Regions from separate parts of the Mus musculus genome. Here regions 1, 2, 3 and 4 are each linked to region 5. Evidence: chromatin contacts called from public Micro-C and promoter capture Hi-C data. All regions are on one chromosome and are shown on one strand. The core of a region is the stretch at or near the end of the contact, and the rest is flanking DNA. Distances in the headings are between cores, read along the strand shown.

Region 1 (3,234 bases), core at 4-2,503, 770 kb after region 5:
GAGAAATCTTAGAGAAAAACGAATGGTGTAGGTAGCAAAGTCCTCACAAATTGAGATGCTCAGAGAAATTTAGCAAGAGTGGCAGATGGGATAGATGGATTCATTTAAGTCGAAGTCTATTAAGCAATTTTGGGGACATGTTTGAATGGAACATGTTGGTTTTTTCCTAGCTGCCTCCAGCTAGCTCCCAATGATGGTCCTAGTAGGACACAAGACGTTACACAGCTAAGCCACACCATCGACCCACATATGCTTACATTCACCCAAGGTTCTGCATGGTCCCCTTTTCTAGGCAAGACCAGACCTCAGCTTACTATAAGATCTTCCCAATTTCTAATATGCAGAGCAGATTCCGTTTTCTTGGTGACACATTTTTTCTGAACACTCTTAGCTCATTTCAACTTCCGCCAAGGAACTGGCCCTGCCGTGAAAGTCCATACCCTTGCCACACTGGTCTGGGGTCACTGTACACATGCCTAGCTTCCCTGAAGAGCTAAGCATGATCGTTCTCCAGCTGCAGCTCTGTGAAGACCAGGATGGATCTCCCTCTCTCTCTGACCCTGGGCAACCGGTCCATGAGAAACAATGTTATTTAAAAAGATGCATGGGTGAAGTAATGTCAGGTACAGCGCCTGGCTCATCTAAGATGTCAAGGTCTGAGAAATATTTCCCAAACCACAAGTATTTAAAGTAAGGTAATTCCTTACCCACTGGCACCTTAGTTAGGTAGCAATTCATCCAAACCTGAGAATTATCCATGTCCCATAGAGGCAGGCCCACTCGCGCACACACATCACAGCTGAAAACAAGCCTCCAGAGGTTCCTTCCCCGCCCCCATCCTAATGCAGGTTTTGAGGTTCATGGTGCTGAGTGCCAGGACATTCCAGCCCCACCAGAATACAGCCCAGAATTAAGCAACGCTTCAGTGTGGAGCAGAAGGGCTCCCGGGGACAGCAGTGGTAAGAATGGAAGGATGCTTCACAAATAGAAAAGTTATTGATTACGGGGGTAAGGGTGTCTTTACAGTTTAGGGAATTCCTAGTAAGCAAACAATTCTAAAGAGGTAACAGAAGGTTAAGGTCTCATTTACCAGCCCCTAGGGTCAGAAGAGACATCTCAAAGCGCCACGCGTCTACACACCTGGCAGTCAGGTTCTCCGGTGATGCGAAGTCCTCTGGCCAACCTGCTTGCTCTGTGCAAGTGCTGGGTCTGAGGGAGGGGCTTAGCATCACCCAAGAGCCTTGAGCTCGCTCAGTCTCTGGTGTGCGCGGAGCAAAGTCTCCGCAGTGGCTCTACCAGCTGGGACACACAACCATCGCACAGATCCCCGGGAACGCCAGAGACAAAATGATTTTGGAATTTTGCCTGCTATGAAACCAAGGATGGGATGATCACTCCCCTTGCCCCCACTCACCGGTTTCTCGGAGTTATGTCCATTTCCCCTTTGCTTCTGACTCCTGAAGGCATCTGCGAAGAGACCGGATTCCAAGGCTCACCGAGAGAGGAGACAGGGTGAAGTGGATGGTAGCTGGGAGGTGTACTCTCTAGAGTCCCTGCTCTACCCTGAGGGATAAGGATGGAGGGGTGCAAAACAGCCGATTTCGTTCCCACTAAGCCTCCGGGATCCTTCTGGGACGTCGCATGGTGGGTGACTGGGACTCTGGGAGGAAGAGACTTGCAGCGAGCAAAACTTTCGGTCCTCCAGCGGCGACTGGACGAAAGAACCTGTGCTTCTTCCCGGGGTCGCGCCAGGGTTGCTGGCTGGACAGGGCGGCGGGGCGCAGCATCCTGGCGCGAGGCGACCCTGCCCGGCTGAACCGGCGGCGCACTCAGGCTCTGCTCTCAGCCTGCCGGACTCCGCGCTCTCCCGAGCCCCGCGCACACGGCGCCTCTCTGGCGCCCCCAGCGGCTGCACGCAGCACAGCAGGGCCGGGCAGGGCCGAGCGCGCCCCGCCTCCCGCCTCCTCCGCCGCCCTCCTCCCCCTCTCAGAACACTCAATGTCGGAACGTTCCGAAGATGACGTCGGAGCGTTCTCGAATCCCGTGTCTCTCGGCTGCTGCTGCCGAAGGAACAGGGAAAAAGCAACAAGAAGGAACAGCAATGGCGACACTGCACCGCAAAGTGCCCAGTCCGGAGGCGTTTCTGGGCAAACCCTGGTCCTCCTGGATCGACGCCGCCAAATTACACTGCTCCGACAGTAAGAACCCCACCGCCTGTACCTCCTTTTATTATCCTGTAACCTTTCCATTCACCTAGAGCCACTGGGAAAAAGTGTGTGTGTGAGAGAGAGTGGCCCCCGGCGTCCTCCATGCTTCTCTCTCTCTCTCTAAATAAATACACACAGACACAGACCATCAGAGCACAGAGAGGCCCGGCTGCCAGCAAAGCTGTCTGTCTGTCTGTGCCTGGCTCTCCGGGGCAGGCAGCCTGCGGGGTGGGCTTTCGCAGCCCCACGGTGGTGTCTGTTTAAAAGGCGACTCTGTTGCTGCTTGCATAGTTTTTTTTTTCCTTTCCTTTTTTGGGGGTACCTATCTGGGCCAGGTAGATGGAAAGCCAGACTCGGGAGAAAATGTTGCATTGTCAAATTTTGCAAGATTTTCAGATACAGTATTTAGATCGATCTGTTTGTCAATAAACACTCTCCCTCCCCCCTTGACTTTGGCATCCCCCCTTTTTTCCTCATTTTCTTTTTTCCTTTTCTTTTTCATCTGCAGATGTAGATTTAGAAGAGGCTGGAAAAGAGGGTGGCAAAAGCAGGGAGGTTATGAGGCTTAATAAAGAAGGTAAGTGGAGCTCTTGGCATGTTAGTGTTAGCTTGTGTGGCAGAGTCTTCACAGGCTTTGGAATATAATGTGAATTGTTCTGTTGGGTACAGAGTGACTAAGGCTTGTCAGAAATTGAGCACGCCCAGGTGACTACTGCTTCACTGTTAACTTCCTTCTTCGAAGTATAAATACAACTTGGGGGGGGGGTCTTTCAGTGTGGGGGAGGCTGTGGAAGGCAGAAGTTTACTGCACTCCGCTGGAGTCCACATTGGTCTCTGCCATTCTCCTTGGAGCACCATTGGCCAATGGTGGTGGTGGGGTTTGAAATCCCTGAGTGAGGAGGCATGGGGCTCCCTTCACAAGCATTCCAGCCTCCCTTGTATGTAAATTCACAAGTTTTAATGAACCCCACATGGTCGGTCATTCCGGCAGCTTCTCCACTCTCACTGAAAACCGTTGCACATGGCA
Region 2 (3,462 bases), core at 37-2,536, 720 kb before region 5:
TGTTTGGCAGTAGGCTAAATGAACACAAGGCCAATATACTGAAGGATGTCATGGCTTGCAAGAAATCTTTGGAAGTGTCAACACTGTTCAGAGGAAAATGGGAGCGTAATTAAGCTAAGTCAGAGATGGGCTATGTCGATATGAGGAATAAACACGGAGTAAACCACTAAGAGACTATTTGCAAAGGAGGGAAGAATCTTACACATTACAGAACTGGTACACACTAGGAGGTGGTGATCGGCAATGGCGTCATGACTGACTTTCTAAAGCATGATTTTGCTCTTACTCATTCTTGTGGCCAGACTAAATGGCAAAGTCTGCTTCAGTATGAATTTCTTGAATAAGCTATAGCTTTCAATCTTGATAGTAAATTAGGATGCAGAAACTTTTAGGAATAAAAATGCTTAAGTCACATCCAAGACCAAAAACAGCTCTCTGAACTTATGGGATGAAGGTATCAATATTTTGTTTTAAAGTTCTCCAAAGCATGCAGCACCGGACATAATATTTTGGTAATATGTGCTTCTACACCTAGAATTCCTTTTAAAATATAAGTGAATTTTTTTTTTTTTGAAAACTTGTGCTGGTATGTATAGTGGGCGTTAAAAACTTTATTGCATATTAATATGTAGACTAAAGTCAATCTTTTTTTTGTGAAAAACAAGAAAGCTAAGGAAAGAAAATCATCCTGTAATTCAGATAATGCTATTCGTCGTGTATGATTATTACAAACAAAGTAGTTTCGTAAACTATGCATACTGAAATCTAATGCAACTCTAGGCGCGCTGCCTCTCGCTACCGCATCGTGACTGAGGTCAAACACAGGAGGGAAAAATCTTCTGAGGCGATGTTAAGGGAATGCAAAATGCAGAGTAGCTCCAGACCAACTCAATAAATAGTTACGAATATTTAAACGTTTTTATTTTTAAGGGCAGAGCTTAACAACTATTCTTCCCCAGCATATACTGCCTGCTACCCGGGCTTGCCACTCCAGGCGGGGACTAGGTAAGGCTGAGCAGCCCTAAGCTCCCACGTGTTGGGCGAGGAGGGCCGTGACGCTCCCAAGAGCCTCTTCCCCACGCCGGAGTTCTCAGGCCCAATACTTGCGTTGGAGATCGGCGCGGTGGCTGCGTCCGGAGCGGAATGGGAGAAGGCCCCGGCGGCGACCTGTCTTTCCTTGCACGTAGGATTGTAGTACTTAGGTTCCCAAACGCAACCCGGGCCGGGCAGGTGGGGCGGCGCCTTGATTCTGCGTCACTTGGAGGGCGGGGCGATTGCAAGACGTCATCAACCCGGCACTTGCCAACATGGAAGGTGGAGACAGCACAATTTCCGTAGCAGGCCGTGGGGCTTCGGGTTCCGCAGTAGTGGCGGCGACCGTGCAGGCGATCCTGCAGGACGGTAAGGCGTCGGACGGTGGCCCGGCCTGGGTCGCCCTGCCTTGCGCAGAGTCCGAGAATCCTACCGGTCACTTTGCACAAAGTTTTCCTGTCTGGACTTGGCCACTCCCCTCCGCCCGGCCCCCTGGCGTCCGGGATTGTCCTGGTCCCCCAGTTTCACGGGGAACGTGTTCCTCTCTTCCCGTGGGTGTCTTGGGGAAAACACCTGGTGTCTAGTTGCTGGGGTTTGCACTGGATCATGATGCGCCCGGGACATCGCTGTAGTTCCTGCACGACGTGGTCGGGGCTGATAGCCGCTACTGCTGCTCAGTTCCTGACCAAGGATTGCACTGTCCGTGCCCAGAAGTGTGAACTCACCCTAGGTGACAGACCGCTCGCTGCTTAAGGAAAGGGATGGAGGATGCAAAATGTGGAGTTGGAAATTTCCGTGTTCAGTTCTTGGGCTATGCAGGTGCCTCTGTTATCCATACATGTCGAGTACTGAAGTCAGGATTACTGGTAGTTTGAAGAGAAATTATCCCAAGTAAATTAACTATATACCTTTCTATAGTATAGTACGCTTGAAAGTCAAGTTCGGTTGTATTAATGCTCAATCTGAGAGACAGAACAAAATTCAGTTTGCTAAAGGTATTAGGCCTTAATCATCCCATCTTTTCTCTAGTTGACACTAAGTTCTTTCATCTATTAAAAGCGTTTGCATTTATCACCTTAATTGCTTCCGAGGCCCTTGCGCCTCCTCCTCCCCAATCCCCTTCCCCCTTGTTTTTGAGACAGGGTTACTCTATGAAACCCTGACTGTTTTGGAACTCCCTGTAGATCAGTCAGTCTAGCCTTGAACTCACAGAGATACACCTGCTTCTGTCTACCACCTGCTGGGATCAAAGGCTACCAAGCCAAGCATAGGAACCTCTTTTTATATTCCACAGAGTTAAAAGCAGTATTCTGCATACAGTAGGAACAGATTTTTTTTTTTAATTTTCCACATAAGAGTGGCTTAAAGGATCAAACTGAAATTTAAATTATGGTGTTTTCCCTGATTGTTGAATATTTTATATCTTTTTAATAGATATTTTATATCTTGTCAAGACTAGTGATGTTTTTCAGAGTTAGGTTGTGGTATATTCTTAGAGTTTCTGCCTGATGCACCTCATCTTTGTGTCTTAATTGAAATTTAAATTTAACCAAGTTTCAAAATCCTGAAACGAGTGTGTGTGTGTGTGTGTGTTTAATAGCTGTCCAGCCTTTGAGCTTAAACTGAACTTAAAACTATGCTTGCTTTTTTCCTTCTGTGGTTTCAAATACAATTAAGTAAAGTCTCAGCAATTAAATAAAGCCCTTTGTTTTAAGGACATTCCCTTCCTTTGTGCTGTGGAGTTTATTCCTGTCTAGAATCCAAACACTCCCATTCTATAATGTTAAAATCACTTTGCAGAGGTCCTCATTGGTTCCTTGGAAGTAAGTCAGATGGGCACTTCTGCTTCTTATCCTATTTAAACTTGTAAAAGCTTGGCTCTTTCCTTGAAGTAATTTGTTATATGATATAAGGATCCCACACTATTTGTTTATTTTTCAAGACAGGGTTTCTCTGTTGTAGCTCTGGCTGTCCTGGAATTTAATTCGTAGACTAGGCTGGTCTAGAACTCAGAGATTCACCTGCCTCTGCCTTCCAAGTGCTGGGATTCAGGACCTGTGCCACCACTGCCCTTGTATATATGTATGTATGTATGTATGTATGTATGTATGTATGTATATATGTATTTATTTAATTTCCTAAATTCCTTTCCAGTTTCCCCAAATGTACCTGAAAATTTGATCATTTTGTTCAGTAACCAATTCACTGTCTTTAGAATTTGCCTAAAGATAGGGTTGATAGGCTCAGTGAACAGGTGCAGAGTTGGAAAATTTGTGAGCAGCTTCTGATTTTTCACTGATAAGAATACCACAAAAGAGATAACTTATGTGATTTATTCTGGAATATCAACCACTGAATAATCTGCTAGCTGTGTTCATCTTTTACTGTCGCGTCTATGGGAGATTGTACTCACCATTTCCTTTACACAGT
Region 3 (2,969 bases), core at 32-2,531, 740 kb before region 5:
TGGTGGGAAGAACTTGGTACATCCCTTCCTACAGTATGAGTTACTGCTTCTTGTGAGGGAAGGAAAGGGCATGGTGTGGAGACCAGGACAGAGAAGAGCTGCAAACCAAGCAGATGAGGAGTTTCAAGTTTTTGAAAGACTGCGTGGACCCTGAGCCAGTCCATTTTATTGTCCCAAGTAAACAGTTTTGCACCCATCCTTTTATTTCTCTGCTCAAATGCAGGGCAGTTTAGGGGAAGGGGAGGGAGAGAGGAAGAGGGGGAAGAGGAAGGAGAGAAATGAAGAGGCGGTGGGGGGTGGGGGAAGAGGATGAAGGGGGAGGAAGGAGAGAGGAGAGAGAGAATATAGATATATAGACAGGAAAGATGTCCAAGGCATAACCATGGCTTTATTATACCTGTAATCAAGACACCCACCCCCCAAAAAAACCTAGGTTCTTTTAAAAAGGAGGTGAAAATCTATTTGTACACAGAATCAAGCTTTATATAAAGTAGAATTTTAATAGTTACCAGATTGCAAATTTGAGTTTCATTTTTAAAGACTACCTTTTATATAATTGGCTCCCATCTTTTATTTAATTATCCATTTGTTGTATGTATGCATGTGTATTCATCATGTGTTTATGTGCGTGCATGGGTGTTTCTGGGCGTCCCAGGGTGGAAGTGTGGCGGTCAGAAGACAACTTTGTGGAGTCGGTTCCCCTTCCACCAGGTGGTTTCTGGGTATCGAACTGAAATTCTCTCCCTTGGCTGCAAGGGCCCTTTACCTACTGAGCCACCCCGCCGGCCCTCCCAAAACTTTCTAACCTTACAAAGAGCATCGCACGCCGTAGCCTGAAGAAGCTAATCAAACATTTGGTACTGTTAAGGATCTGACGGTTTCCTACCTCTGTGGAGGAATAAAGGGCAGACAGAAGAGTAAAATGAGTCCTATTTCAGCATAAAGAAAGCTGGCAACCGCCGCCCATTGGATTGTCATCGTTTTGTTTTGTTTTTTCTTCACACCTATACAGAGAAAGATTTCAATTTTAGAGAAACATGGGTGAACGGCCAGACACGCGGCGTGGGGCCTGCCGGGAGTTCGCCTAACTCCGGGTGACGAGGCAGTGCGCCGGACGGCCCCGCAGGTTCTTCCCCGGTCCCGAGGTGGCTCGGGCCGCAGAACGCCGCGGCCCGAGCCGCCGGACGCGAGGTCAGCAGCGGGGCCGCCCGCCGCCCGTCAGGCTTACCCGCCGCCGATCGCTCCGCGTGCCCCGCCGCCCGCCTGCGCGCGCACGTCCCACGCCGCCGGGAGCGCGCCGGGCCCGGCTGAGGTCACACTGGCGCGACCGCGCCTCCCGCGGCCCTTGTTTCCTGGTGCGCGGCGTGAGGCGGCCGAGGCTCCTCCACGTGGGCTCGGTATCCCCGGAGGGCTGATCCCCGATGCGGCTGATGCCGGATGACGGGAGCCAGGGCCCGGGTCTATGGTGGGACCCAGCCAGGTGCCCTAGGGTGGTAACCTGCCTCCCTGCCCGGAGCTAAACTGAATTTAAGTCATGGCCCAGGCCTGGGGGGTCTGTGGAGCGTTTTGTGTTTTGCATGCTGTTTTCCTGGTCCTACCGTGCCCATAGGCAAGACCAGGCAACTTGTGGGAACTGCTGGGTCTACTCCTTTACCTAACCATATTCCCTTAGGTAACTAGATAGGCCCCAGAAACCTTTGAGGGTGGATGCTCTCATGCTTGGTTAACTTTGCATTCCACCTCTGGTTTCCCTGGTAACACTAGAAAGAAAAACCTAACTACTGCCTCTCCTTAGGCTTTCTGGTCAATTCCTGTAATATCCCTGCTCCAAGTAGAGACTTGGCATCCCGATAACATTACATACTACATTACATACTGTCTCCATTAAGCTGGCCAGGAGTTCACTATCCAGGAAAAAGGATTCACTTGGAGATGTGTTAAAGAGGTGGGAGGGATAATTATTCCATTAATACGACGCAGCACTTACACATCCCAAGATGGCACTCCTTGAAGGAGCTTCCTTCTGCCCTGTGGCAGTAGTAAGCTTGCTTGGTTTTCTGGGTTCTAATTCAGAAAAGCCTAACACCTGCCTCTGTTTTTCTTTAGTGGATGGCCAAAAGCCTAAGCAAGCTTTCTGCTGATAATGGGCTTTCTCATTTCTGAATACCTGCCCCCTCCCGGAAGTACTGGTAGACCTTCATTTCTGAACAAGGCAGTGTTATTGGACCCTTTATGCCTAAAGATGTAACTTTTGTCTTTTTCCTCCTCTTCTCCATCCCCTTGGCTACCTTTTTTTTTTGTTTTGTTTTGTTTGTTTTTAATTCCAAATTAATAGTATTGCCCTTTAAAAAAAGCTTTGGCATTCTTTTATTAACAAAACTAGGAATCTAAAAGGGAACTCCAAATACTTCCAGGTTTTCAACATATGTGAATATTTGCAAATCTCAGAATGTAACTTCAAAAGGTTAAAAATCCCCTGTAAGGCTGTTGTGCAGTTGCTCAGATGCTTAATTTAATCATGACTTTTGAGCAGCCCATGTTCATTTGGGTTTGTAGTGTCCTTCTGCTAAGTGTCTATTAGAAATGTCTATGCGCCGGGAATGGTGGCGCATGCCTTTAATCCCAGCACTTGGGAGGCAGAGGCAGGCAAATTTCTGAGTTCGAGGCCAGCCTGGTCTACAGAGTGAGTTCCAGGACAGCCAGGGCTATACAGAGAAACCCTGTCTCGAAAAAACAAAAAACAAAAAAACAAAACAAAAAAATGTCTGTGCTTAAATCTATGGTACGCTCTTTAGAACCTTCTTTGCGAGTGCACATGTATATGGTGGTGGAGGGCAAAGGTGGATGGCAATGTCTCCCTCACCACTTGCTCACGTTTTCTTGTTTTCTCGTTTTCTTGTTTCTTGTTTTCTTGTTTTGGAGAGTGTTTCTGAAGCTTCTGTGACTACATGAAACTCCAGCTCGAAAAC
Region 4 (3,211 bases), core at 423-2,922, 550 kb after region 5:
CTTAAAGAAAACATTTTATTTGAAAAAAATCAGAATCAGTGAGACAGACTTCCCTCTATGACGTGGGTCCTCGTAGTCCATTTAACCGAAGCTGAAATAGAGCAGAGAGAATGCTTCTCTACCAAACAAAAAGAATTTATCTGAGATAGAATGTAAGCCACCCTGCCATGGTTTTGACTGACGGGACACTGGCTCTCCCTGGGCCTCCCACCTGACAGCCATGACTACCCAGAAGATGGAACGACAGCCATTCCCACATACCTGCTTCTATGCCTTCATGGAATACTAACGTATTCATTCTCCCTTTTTTTTTCTCATGCCCAGGGCTCTGAAGCCTGAGCGTAGACAATCAAAACCAGAAGAGAACCCAGCAGTGGGAACCACTGCTGTCAGGTGCCAACCTCCCACAACCCAGGCCTCACCTCCTTAGCTCTCCTTCTCAGCGTGTTCTGAGGTGATTCTCAGTTTCTGACAGTTTCTCGAATGGCCCTGTGTCCTCTGTCAGTCCACATTTGCTTACCGCTGTGTTAGCTTCCTCCACAGGAACTCGATCCACAAGATAGGAGGCGTTGGGGCCGATACCTTTAGGAAAGGCACCAAAGGACCTGTTCACCCATTCTGTCATGTGGGGACACACTAAAAGCTGAGAACAGGCTCTCTTAGGACCCTGACACCTACATCTTAGACCTCCTTCCTCCAGACTCTGAGGAGTACACTTGTTTATAAACTGCTCAGTGAAGAGGTTTCTTGCAGCACCTGATGGGGCAAAGACTCTTGGGTGCCTCCCATCTCTGTGGTACTGCTATTTGGGGAAACAGCAAGAGACAAAGTGAACACGGTCATCCTGACTCACAAGGAACTTACCTTTTAAAAGGTCATTCCTGTTCAAGTAGATTAACTTTTTTTTTTTTTTCAGATAAGGCCTTATAATATATAGCTCAGGCTAGTTTCAGATTCACTGTGTAGCCTGGGCTAGCCTTAAATCCTCAACTCCCTGAGAGCTGAGATTACAGGCACATGCTGTCACACCCAGCTTCAAGAACTGTACCTCCCATCTAAAGTTCTTTCCTCTTTCTCACCACCAGAGAAGCTGCCAGATGCTTGCTCTCCCTGCAGCCCTGCCATGGGGTTTCTTAAACAACCCAGACGCACTGGAGGAGAACCATGGCTCTGGGGATTCTTGACAGTCACTGCTCCATGGCCACACCAAGGGAAAACCCTGGGACCCCCACACCAGCCTGTGCAAAGTACTTGTTTTTAGTTAGCGAATGGCTCTACAGGACACCAACTCAGAGGATCCTCTGTCCGAGCAGCACATCATTTGTGCCTCATGCTGGCTTGTTTTGTGTTTCATGTCCCTCACCTGAGCCTTTTTAATGTCTTCCCAAAGCCCAAAGGATTTATTCTGGGATTAGTCAAGAGTGGAGTGTTGAGGCGCCTGCCTCTGAAGTGGCCAGCCATGCTTTCTCTCCAGGCAGCACAGTTGGCTAACACACCACCAGGCAGCACGGTTAACACAGCCGGAACTATCTTGCAGTAAGCAAGCATGCTATTGGCTTCACTGCAGGGGGTTTCAATGACGATGTCTGGGAATTGTCACAGTTTAGTTTAGCGCTCCTGGCAAACTCTGGAGCCAGTTTGCATAATGCAGTGTCTAAAGAACAGATTCCAGCAGAACAGAGCATGTTCAGTTAAAAATAGAACACAGGCACCGTGCTGCTCATCTATAAACCATGAGGCTGGGGGGCGGGGGAGGCAAAATTAAATAATAGCCCCTGGGGTTTATGAACACCTGCCCCTGTCGCTCAGATCCTGCAATAGCTGGGGACTGCCAGCACACTGAATCAGGCCCTGCCTGCCCTGAGACCAAATGGCAAAAATAAACCAAACTGACCCAGTTAAATCAGGAAACACGAGCACACCTTTAAGCACGCCACAGTTCAGGTAGCCTCTCTAGTCCAGGCCCGCTTGGGGTGTTCGCTTTGTGTTAGACCAGTATAGACCGACTTAGCTCCCACATCAAACAAGCCGGACCTAAATGGGAGGCCGAGGGTGTGCACCTGTTATGTTCGGTGTGGGAAGGTATAAAAAATGCAGTCCTCAGCTGCTTCTAAGCTGTTGGGAGTCGAAGTGACCCACTCAACAGACTTGCCAAGTGCTAAGAATCAGAAAAGGAAATATTTTGAGTTTCCATACTAGGAAATAATTTTGACGGGTAGTACAATCTATTTTGTGTCAGGAAAGAAATGGATATTTGCGGTGTGGGTATCTAAAAAGCTAAGTTGTCAAAACAATACTGTGAATGTGCGTCCACAAGAATACGGGAAACCGAAGAGGAGAGGAAGCTGCTTCCTCTCCCACAGTGTCAGTCATTCACCAGCACCTGACTGGCAGGCTGCTTCCCTTCTGTGTGATTCATCTGTTTCCAGTGACAGTGCCCTCACATCCAAACGGAGCAGTGGGCTGGCTCGCTGGATTCTCCTGTCAATTCTGCTGGAGAGTTTCTGATTCTGAAACTCGACAGTAGTAATATTCTCCGTGTTTTACAGCCACCTGGCTAGGTTTTAAAAAGTTGCAGTGCCAGGGCTGGAGAGATGGCTCAGCATTTAAAAACACTGGCTGCTCTTCCAGAAAACCTGATTTGATTCCCAGAACTCACAAGACGGGCTCCGAACCATTTGCAACTCCATTCCCAGAGAATCCAATGCCCTCTTCTGGCCATCATGAGCATGCACACACATGCATAGATATGCATGCAGGCAAAACACCCATACACATAAGATTAAAAAACAAAAAAGTGCCCAAGCAGCACCTGTAGTGAGTCTAGGGCCTGGCCCGCAGGAGATGTGAAAGGCCCTGCCACCAGACTCACATGTGTGCCTAGGACTAAGAATTATGGGCCGTGACAGGGAGAAACCCCACCACTGCTTTGTCGGGTGGCAATGATAAGGCATGGACAAGGGTTTCCTTCTGTTCTGTCCTGGTTTGGAACTTGGTCTTAGTTTGTAGCACAGGCTGGCCTTAAACTTCAGATTTTTTGCCTCTGCCTCCCTGGTTTTGAGTTCATGACCTGTGGCCTCAATGTACACATGGAGGATTCCCTCTTGTGTCTTTCTGTCTCTGTCTGTCTGTCTGTCTCTCCCTCTCTCCCTCTCTGTGTCTCTGTCTCTCTCTCTCTCTCTCTCTCTCTCTCTCTAGTACACACACACAC
Region 5 (3,402 bases), core at 261-2,760:
TTTCTATTTAGTTAGCACAACACAGTGTGGAAGAACCAGCAGTGAAATATAAAGATCTCTAGATTAGGGACATAAAGCTCTATAGCAGCAACCCTGCTGTTAGCAAGCTGTCTTAATAAACTCCTGTGGGTCTAAACTGCCCTCATCTGTGCGACAAGAAGACTGAACCAGGTGTGTCTCAGCTCAAATATTTAAAGGAACTATTTTAACTGTATGCAGATCACAAAAATTTGGCATTGCATTCATTGTGTGCTGCAAAATAAGATACTTACTGAAGAAAATTCTAGCACCAGGACATAGATTTAAAAAAAAAAAACCTTATTTTACAGAAATCTTAGGGGCTGGAGGGTATAGATCACTAGTAGGGTGCAGTCTTCATATGTGTGAAGCTCTGGGTTCTATCCCCAGCAAGGGGAATAATGAAGTTTAAAGGACTTCAAAGAAAATTGCAATATAAATGCAAAATATATAATTACCTTGTTCTAAGCAATTTCAGTGCTGCACTCCATTTCAAACAGGCAGTGCTATTTCATACATCCATTTGGTATGCATTCAACGCCTATTATGTGAATAGGCAGCGAGTTGAGAGTGAATAGAGGAATTGACAAAAAGGATGTCTACTACTGTCTTCCCAAATACAAAAGGTGATTCATTCTTAAGGATGTATTCTTCTCAAAGAATCTTATTGATTACGTGGAATACTACATCAAGGATAGAGATGGTGCTGCGAATGGCAATTTAATACCAACTGAAATGTGGAATAGCACTCTGATTTAAAAAAAATGTTTTCTTTCAGCAGAACAGCTTTGCTGCCATTGCTGTTTGTCCAACTTGAGCAGACTTTTTAGTTCATACAGTATTAACTCTTTTCTTTCCCAGTGACCTGTACCTCCTAAATGTGCCAAGATGGTTCCATTGCCCAGAAGGAAGCTGTCATCAATGCCTGAACTTTTAGTTTTCTTAAAAGATGGGGTCAAGAGAGGCAAAGCATATGAAGATGCCAAAGCAGGATTTGAGACTTTAGAAGGGATTCATGAAATGCCCATCCCTTCTAGTTTATACCCAACTCTCTCAGCTGTTATACTATCAAGTCTTGGGGTTCTCTCTCATTATTCAGACTGGTAGACTTCCCCAGCTCAACCCACAGCTGAACACAATCACCCACGACACCCCCAAACATGGCACTCACACCCACCCACTTCCTTCTCTTGACAGGGCAACCCTCATGGATCCACCCAATGGTTGACTGGCCTTCCAGGGCCTCACCATCACCCACCACAGCCACCATGTTCCACGAACTGGCCTCTCCCCCATCAGTCCCCGCCCCTCACTCGGAGAGCACCCAATGGGAGGAGCTGAGGCCGTGGGAGGCGGGGACTAAGGCGGGCCCATTTAAAGAAAGGCTGAGGGCGAAAGGAGGCAAGAGAAGAGAAGAAAGAGAAGCCAGGGGAGGGGGCGGGCGCCGTCCAATGACAAAGCCCCGGGGTGGGCGCCCGCCGCTGCCGCCATCTTTAGCCCGGCCACAGGACAACCAGCGCGTCCTCCGCCCCGAGGGGGAGGGGCGGCGAGGCGAGAAAAGTAGCGAGCGGCGCCGGGCGGAAGGCGCCAGCACAGGCTAGCAGCGCCGGGCGGAAGGCGCCAGCACAGGCGAGCGCCGCCGAGCCGGGCGCGGACAGGGACGGCGGGCGGTCCCGAGCGGCCTCTGATGCGACGCGGCGTGAAGAGGCGGCGGCGCCGGCCCCGGGCTGCCTGGGGCGGCGGCTACGGAGCGGAAGGAGGGGCCGGGCTGGAGGCGCTGGAGGAGAAGGTGGTGTACTCGCGGTCGCAACTGTCGCTGGCCGGAAGCACGGAGGCGCTGGGCGACGCCTTCAAGCTCTTCATGCCCAGCAGCACGGAGTTCATGAGCTCGGAAGCGGAGCTCTGGAGCTTCCTCTGCAGCCTCAAGCACCAGTTCTCCCCGCACATCCTGCGCAGCAAGGACGTCTACGGCTACTCCTCGTGCCGGGCACTGGTGCCCGACCCCCCGGCGCCCGACAGCCGCCCCGCGCGCCGGCCGCGCCCGCGCGCAACGCCCAGGAGGAGGCGCCGTGGAGCTCGGGCTGCCGCGGACACCCGTAGGCCGCGCCCCGCCGCTGCGGCCGCGGAGCCCGGGCCTCCCGCATCCAGCTTCGGGGGCCGCACCCTGGAGGAGATCTGGAGGGCGGCCACCCCGACGCTGACCAGCTTCCCGACCATCCGCGTCGGCGACGACGTGTGGGGCGAGCGCAGCCTGGCGGTGGCGCGGCGCAGGGCGAGCCAAGTGCTGCGAGTGGACCTGGACCCGGTGGTGAGGCTGCGCCGCTTCCCGGTGCACCGGCTGTGATGCGCGCTGCGGCGCCTCCTGCCGGCCGCCGCCCGGGGAAGCTTCCGCGCGCTGGAACGGACTTATGTCAATGTCAGTCGAATGTTTACAGAACCGGCCCCCTTTGGTGCACTTTATGCGCGAACTAGGCCCCTGGATGCGGTGCGGCGCCGCGGTCCAGGATCGGGACAGGTGCGGCCCCCACGCCCGCGGCCAGACGGGACGGCCGGACCCGCGACAGAAGTCCCTTTGCTTCCCAACCCGGATGGAGACGTCTCCAGAACCTGGAGGGACACGTGCGTTTTCTCCCTCTCGGACTCTACCTCACCGGTCTGGAAGACCTCCGAAGACTTACAAATTTTTTTCTCCAAAGGAATTTTGTTTTCGTGCTTGTGTAATACAGCCAGAATTTTACTTGCTCCTGATTCCCCTTCTGTTTTCTTTTTGACTGTCAGCCCCACTTTCTGGACAGAAGATCGACTATGTTTCCTGGTGAAGTGCTGGTGTACGCTCAGGGTATTCTGAAGGCCACTCGTTTTCTAATTTTTACTGGATTCCAAAGCTTTGATCAAGGTCGTCTTTTAAGAGTTTCAAGCTTATGACTGTTAATGTAAGGATTTGTATGGCTTTGAATTTCATGAGCTCAGTGATTAACAAGAGATGCAAAGTACAACTTTAAAATAAAAGGTTAAGGTGTTTATATATAAAGTTTTATATTGAAAGTTTATATTTACTGAGCTCCTAAGTAAAATGGTAGAATATTCTTTAAAAGTTTTGTTTAAGAAAAAGTTGACTTACTCTATTCATTTAAATTGAATAAAATTGAAGTGTTTTGAACCACATGGCTTGTGATAAAAATTGAATAAATTTTGAAGAAGATGTTGGCTACAAGAATGACTGGAATCCAGTTGGAGGTGTTTGACCTCGCTTCCTGGTGTAACATAATATTCAGGATTGTTAATGGGAAGAGAATTAAGATGGAAGTTGCTTAGGAGAGATCAATACGTGTGGACATTGTGAATAAACAGATAAACAGAATACCCTTTAGAATTCCCAGAATT

What was found. Promoter capture Hi-C pulls out the DNA fragments that hold promoters and counts their contacts. Hi-C and Micro-C count contacts between places; a contact is called where the count stands out from the background.
Region 1: a Micro-C map of embryonic stem cells shows a contact between it and region 5, with 5 times the contacts expected there. The contact joins the promoter of Atxn7l1 here to the promoter of Ccdc71l in region 5. A contact is called at or near these places in 5 of 39 promoter capture datasets (fetal liver, hippocampal neurons, liver and 1 more), 1 of 484 Hi-C or Micro-C datasets (embryonic stem cells), 2 of 115 datasets of contacts at active chromatin or transcription factors (astrocytes and memory CD8 T cells) and 1 of 9 other capture datasets (liver).
Region 2: a contact with region 5 is called in a promoter capture Hi-C map of pre-B cells, with 4 times the contacts expected there. The contact joins the promoter of Cog5 here to the promoter of Ccdc71l in region 5. A contact is called at or near these places in 5 of 39 promoter capture datasets (the C10 cell line, liver, neutrophils and 1 more), 1 of 15 datasets of contacts at CTCF or cohesin (the NIH/3T3 cell line), 1 of 484 Hi-C or Micro-C datasets (regulatory T cells), 1 of 115 datasets of contacts at active chromatin or transcription factors (astrocytes) and 2 of 9 other capture datasets (adipose tissue and liver).
Region 3: a promoter capture Hi-C map of pre-B cells shows a contact between it and region 5, with 5 times the contacts expected there. The contact joins the promoter of Bcap29 here to the promoter of Ccdc71l in region 5. A contact is called at or near these places in 8 of 39 promoter capture datasets (erythroid cells, fetal liver, hematopoietic stem and progenitor cells and 4 more), 4 of 484 Hi-C or Micro-C datasets (CD4 T cells, liver, pre-B cells and 1 more), 1 of 115 datasets of contacts at active chromatin or transcription factors (memory CD8 T cells) and 1 of 9 other capture datasets (adipose tissue).
Region 4: a contact with region 5 is called in a promoter capture Hi-C map of neural stem cells. The contact joins the enhancer-like site here to the promoter of Ccdc71l in region 5. A contact is called at or near these places in 2 of 39 promoter capture datasets (embryonic stem cells and neural stem cells), 5 of 115 datasets of contacts at active chromatin or transcription factors (astrocytes, bone marrow-derived macrophages, embryonic midbrain and 2 more) and 1 of 9 other capture datasets (liver).

Annotation. Positions count from the first base shown.
Region 1 is chr12:33,145,718-33,148,951 of GRCm38.p6, forward strand. Atxn7l1 (ataxin 7-like 1) reads left to right here and starts at 1,254. Exons shown (of 11, transcript NM_001374022.1): 1 at 1,254-2,198; 2 at 2,716-2,784. The coding sequence starts at 2,018. F730043M19Rik (RIKEN cDNA F730043M19 gene) reads right to left here and starts at 1,869. Exons shown (of 6, transcript NR_015602.3): 1 at 1,415-1,869.
Region 2 is chr12:31,653,583-31,657,044 of GRCm38.p6, forward strand. Cog5 (component of oligomeric golgi complex 5) reads left to right here and starts at 1,287. Exons shown (of 23, transcript NM_001163126.1): 1 at 1,287-1,401. The coding sequence starts at 1,308. Dus4l (dihydrouridine synthase 4-like (S. cerevisiae)) reads right to left here and starts at 1,244. Exons shown (of 7, transcript NM_028002.2): 1 at 1,108-1,244.
Region 3 is chr12:31,633,377-31,636,345 of GRCm38.p6, forward strand. It overlaps Bcap29 (B cell receptor associated protein 29), which reads right to left and starts at 1,282. Exons shown (of 8, transcript NM_001164090.1): 1 at 1,229-1,282; 2 at 887-1,004. The coding sequence starts at 978.
Region 4 is chr12:32,924,954-32,928,164 of GRCm38.p6, forward strand. 4933406C10Rik (RIKEN cDNA 4933406C10 gene) reads right to left here. Exons shown (of 6, transcript NR_044986.1): 3 at 521-582. Among named protein-coding and RNA genes, the nearest start is that of Gm51998, 10 kb to the right of the region's middle. Within about 2 kb of position 1,673, at least 71 of the 459 cell types and tissues checked have an H3K27ac peak or open chromatin away from gene starts, as enhancers often do. A contact at or near this core is called in astrocytes and neural stem cells, where this site is marked.
Region 5 is chr12:32,377,279-32,380,680 of GRCm38.p6, forward strand. It overlaps Ccdc71l (coiled-coil domain containing 71 like), which reads left to right and starts at 1,511. Exons shown (of 1, transcript NM_001162903.1): 1 at 1,511-3,402. The coding sequence starts at 1,706. The coding sequence ends at 2,362.